Regions from separate parts of the Triticum aestivum genome. Here region 2 is linked to region 1. A link is a contact called in public Hi-C data. All regions are on one chromosome and are shown on one strand. The core of a region is the stretch at or near the end of the contact, and the rest is flanking DNA. Distances in the headings are between cores, read along the strand shown.

Region 1 (2,700 bases), core at 96-2,595:
AACTGGTATACTACAAATTATGGGACAAAGCATCCCATGCATTGCATTGCCAATATTCAGATACAGCTAGAGACAGTAAGTAGGGTAGATGCACGGACACACCAAGGTAATTATACTCAAGAGTCCATTACCACAAGACAAATGCGGTACTGCCATGTGAAATATACAAGGCTGAATTGTCTGAAGTAAGAAATATACTCAGGAAACTGAGGTGTAAGAGTAAACTAACAGTTTTCGCATAACAAATGTCCGAATCAATAGAGACAACATCAATGAACTGGTATACAGATTGGGTATGAGACATTGAGACAAAGCATCACATGCATTGCATTGCCAATATTCAGATACAGCTAGACACAGTAAGTAGGGCAGATGCACGGAGGCATGGAAACCCATAATATTCGCTAAGTTTCTGATAAAGCAATGCAAAACAGCTACTCCCTCTGTCTAGGTAAGTAAGTCACATTACGAAATCCAGATTTTCCCAAAACCACAAGGCGTGTAACATTGAATTCTCCTCGATCCCCTCCCAGGCTCATTCACGAGCGCTCTCTTTCCTCCTCGTTGATTAGGGAGTACGTGGGCCTGCATGGAGAGCTGAAAAGGCATGGGATTAAATGCTGATTTTGCTTCCCTTTGTCCGGGTGCCGTGATTGGAAGTTTAGCTCATCCCGGTGCTCCTCTTCGTCCAATCTAAATCCACCTAGGTCGCGCTGCTACTCCTAAGGTGACTTACTCACCTAGACGGAGGGAGTACCAATGATTCTGCCTATCCTATTCTGTCTTGCAAATCACCACACGATGAAACAAACATACAAACAGTGCTGATTTTCATGATTTGTGAGTGAAAACCAGGTAAACTAGTACAGGTGCTTGGGTGTTGGCGTTTTGGCCATATATCAGATACAGATAACAGCAATGTCAACGATTGTAAGCAGAATCAGACGCGTTCCCCCTCTCTAATCCCCACCAGATCCAGGAAACAAGAAACCTCGGACCGGAACAAACCGATACTCCCGGTGGGGAAACCGGCGAGCCAGGCTCCAATCGACGGCGGGCGGGCGGCCGGACGGCGAGGAATCGAGATCGGACGCGGATCGAGACGGCGTGCGGGCGTGCGTACCTCCTGCAGAAGGTCGGTGAGGAGCTGGAAGAGCTGCGAGTCCGGCCTCCCCTCCCCCGCCATCGTGAAGCTCCTCCGATAGTTTGATTTCTCGACGGGATTCTTCTCCGGCGAGTCGTCGCTGCGTGCGCCCGGTTGGATTGGATGGATACTTCGGCTTTGGTTTTGCTTTCCCTCGAGCAAGCTTGACGTGTCGCCTGATTCGGAGTTCTGGACTGACTGGGCCAGTCCTTGTTGGGCTTGGTATTCTCTTAGCAGAATTGTTGGGCTTGGTACATCGGAGAGTAAAGTTAGATAAAAAAAAGGAGAGTAAAGTCAGATATACCATCTTAAGCCCACGAACGAATACCTCAACCTTTTTCCTTTATTGATTTTTCTTTATTTTGCTCAAAACAATATTGGATTTTCTTTATGGGATAATTGCATTTATACCCTTAGTTGTGCCCCCCTCGTCGGGATTGCCCCTAGTTCACGAAAACACGTGGTCTTGCCCAACCCACTTTGGCGTCTTGTGCTTTTGCCCTTTGACTGTTTGACCGTCACTTTGAAAACCTCATAACTAATTCATACTAAATCATAAAAATGCAAATAAGATATCAAAATGTTCAGAAAAACATCACCCGTATGTCAATGTCACTTGCATTCATGACAAAAGTGTTGGTAAGTGCCCATCCGAGTTTTAGCTCTTATCATACCACCATGAACAGTAAAATCTAAAAACATCAAAGAATTCAAGAAAAAGTTGGTGGCAAAGAATGGCAAATGTTTTAAGTGCTTGCCAAGTTTCACGAGGGAATGACATTCGTGGAAGTCGTGGCAAAAAAGAAACAATCGGTCAAAGGGCAAAAGCACAAGACGCCAAAGTGGGTTGGGCAAGACCACGTGTTTTCAGAAACTAGTGACAATCCTGACGAGGGGGACACAACTAAAGGGTATAAATACAATTATCCCTTTCTTTATCTGTACTGCAATGCATCTGGGCAAAGGGTAAATTAGGAGAAGTCCTTTATTTTTTAGAGTAAAAAATGTCCTAATGAGCTGGAAGATGAGGTTAAAGAAGTTTTTGGGGGGTGCGCTCAGAAGCACTATCAGAGAAGCATCTAGGATTGCCTACTCATGTGGGAAGATCTAAGAGTGGAGTATTCAAATATTTAAAAGATAGATTGTGGAAGAGGATACAAGGATGGATTGAGCAATTGTTATCTGCAACAGGTAAAGAAGTTCTCATTAAGGCAGTTGCACAAGCACTACCTACGTATACGATGGGCTGTTTTAAGTTACCACGGGGGTCTATGTGAACATATTAGTGCATCTCTGAGGAAGTTTTGATGGGGAGCAAAGGAAGGGAAGAGGAAGAACACTTGGATCTCAGTGGACAGACACGTGTCAGCCGAAATATTTAGGAGACATGGGTTTCAGGAAGATGGGATTGTTCAATCTGGCGCTGCTAGCTAAAAGGGCTAGAGAATTATTCAAGAACCGAACTCACTTAGTTCTCAAATACTAAAGGTGGTTTATTTCCCGAACAGTGAATTCTTGCAAGCCAAGCTAGGAAACAGACCATCGCATATTTGGAG
Region 2 (2,700 bases), core at 91-2,590, 210 kb after region 1:
ATACTCATAACAATTACAGATACACTGATTTGGATCTAAGATTCAAGAAAATAAAAAGTAGCTCTTATAACTAAGAATTACAATGAAATGTCTTGGAAACATCTTCTTCACGGTATCATTCTTTGTTGTAAGAAATACTTCAAAGACTTCGGTAAAGAGGCTGCAATTGGACTGAAGCAACTGTGTTGCCACTCTTTCACCCTCACGAACATTATCAATAATGGTTTTTAAAAGCCAAAAAGATGGGAAGCCTTGGTCGATGAACGTACTTGGGCTGGGCATGATTCCCTAGAAGTGCAGGTCGTCAGATTACAAAATCTTCGCCATGATTTCGATGAAATTATTTACCTCCACAAAGAATCAAACCAACAAAAAAAAAGTTTGGCACACCAATATAAACTTATCATATCCGAATACTCGAATCTGCGATGATAGAAAGCTCTCTAATCTCATGACACCGCCAAAAGAACGATAGTAAATTTATTGTCACATAAAACAATGATCACTAGACGATAACGAAAAATATAGAACTCTTGAAGATGCGAGGTCCCCCCACCTCACAACGCCAAGATGGCACCAAGAGGCGAGGGGGCCAAAAATTCCCTGGCGGCGGCGAGTGCCCTAGACGAAACCCTCGCGTCGCGAGGTGGACGTTCACCCACATAGATTTTGTTAGGGGGTTCACCCACATAGATGATACGTGGGCTCGTTTGATGGGCTGAAAGCAGCGCATGCAACATTACATGGGCTTTAGCCCGTTCGCGCGCTTATCACAGAACCCACATAAAGAACCCAATCCTACCCCCTCAAAAAAAAAAAGAGAGAGAACCCAATCCTGCGGAAACTCGAGCGATGGCCAGTGAAATGCTGGCGGCGGCGGCGGCGGCGGCGAAACGGCCGTCGACCCCCGCCTCCTCCACCACCACCACCGTCTCCTCCCTCGGCGAAGATGAGATTCTCGAGATCTTCCTCCGCCTCCCCGACCTCCCGGCGTTCGTCCGCGCCGCGCTCACCCCGCCGCTCGTGGCTCGGCGCCGTCCGCTCCTCCCCGTCATTCCGCCGCCTCTTCCGCGCCCTCCACCCGGCGCCACTCCTCGGGCTGTTCCTCGACCCGACCGGCACCGAGATCCCCACGTTCGTCTCCGCGCGCCGCTCCGACCCCGCCGTCGCTGCCGCCCCGCGGCGACTTCTTCCTCACCTCCCTCCCGCAGAAGGACGACTCTTCCCCGGGGTGGCAGGTCGCCGACTGCCGCGAAGGCCGCCTTCTCCTCTGGAACTTGCTCGACTGGACGCAGGTCGCCGCCCTGAACCCTCTTACCTGGGCCGTGGACTTCCTCCCGATGCCGCTTGACGATATGTTTGCGGAGAGCGGTGACCAGTTCAACTTCGATGGTTTCCACCTGCTGTGCTCCGACGAGAAGCCCTCCTCCTTCGGCGTGGTCTGCGTCTTGGGGGATGTGACTAAGGTTCGTGCCGCCGTCTTCTCGTCAGAGACTTGGGAATGGGTCGTCCACCCGTGGGTCGACATCGGAGCAGAAAGGAAGCTAAGGTTCAGGAGCGGCATGCTGGTGGGTTCTTCTATTTATTGGCCTTACAACTGGCTGGTAAGTAACGGTGATGAAGGCGAAGGATATGTGGTTAAGCTTGACACAGTGACCATGGATTTCTCCTTTGTGGATCTGCCTTTGAAGGTGCAAGGGTACAATTTCAAGATTGGGGACACTGAGGACGGCGAGCTTTGCATTGTGTATGCACTGGACTCCCTTCTCCATGTTTGGACCCGTCGAGCGGACGACGACGGCGGGATCGAGAGATGGGTACCACACAAGACATTCTCTTTGATTGAAGATATTGGTTGGATTACTGAGACATTGCGGGGCATGTATACCGGCCTGGAAGTTTTGGAAGTTAGGGCAGGGTGCGTGTACATGGCGACAAAGCACAGTTCACCTTGCCGCTGGTTCTTCTCCCTTTCATTGGATACCATGGAGATTGAGAGGCTATTTCAGGGGAGATGTGATGGCCAGGCCTATCCGTATATTATGGCCTGGCCTCCTTTGGTCGGCGATCATGGGAGCATTGGACATGATGGGGTTGAAGGTTCTCAGTGAAGTGTGACAACTCATGGGTATGAGTTCCATTATCAAATACGTACTTCTGAAAATCATTCCTTGTATCTGAAGTAATGGTTATTTGCGTAGAAATGTTTTGATGCGTTGAAATTTCTGTCTCAATGCTGAAGCTAGTGAACTATTTTGGAAGAATGGATTGTTGTTATTCTCTGCATGCTTTCTATGGAATACCGCGATGCTGCATTTGCTGCCCGGCCCCATTAATCAATTTGTATCCACTGTTTACAAAGTCATTCATTTAGAGAAAATTATACCAGGATGGCTAGTTATTCTTATTCTTTTGCCATGAAAAGTAGTTGCAAAATTCAACAAAATGAAATGTCAAACATCCATATGTCCTTGTGACAAAAAAAAATCCATAGTACTCTACATATTAGTGAGTATTTGTTACCCTGGTCTGTGAATTGTTTATAGTTATTTTCTGTTTTTCCGTTTTTGCCTACACAATCTATTCATTTTTTTTTCAGATGCCTTGCTTTGTTGTTATTTGTAACATCACAGCTAATAACTTCAAATTTTGCTTGAAGTGCTCAGCCAGTATTTGGGATACATTTGCCATAACTTTCAT

The links. A called contact is a pair of places that touch in the nucleus more often than the background predicts.
Region 2: a Hi-C map of leaf shows a contact between it and region 1, with 10 times the contacts expected there. The contact joins the promoter of LOC123122562 here to the promoter of LOC123122557 in region 1. A contact is called at or near these places in 2 of 5 Hi-C or Micro-C datasets (both in leaf).

The regions. Positions count from the first base shown.
Region 1 is chr5D:443,784,653-443,787,352 of IWGSC CS RefSeq v2.1, forward strand. It overlaps LOC123122557, which reads right to left and starts at 1,346. Exons shown (of 3, transcript XM_044542760.1): 1 at 1,124-1,346. The coding sequence starts at 1,186.
Region 2 is chr5D:443,989,737-443,992,436 of IWGSC CS RefSeq v2.1, forward strand. LOC123122562 reads left to right here and starts at 1,341. Exons shown (of 3, transcript XR_006460270.1): 1 at 1,341-2,128; 2 at 2,667-2,700.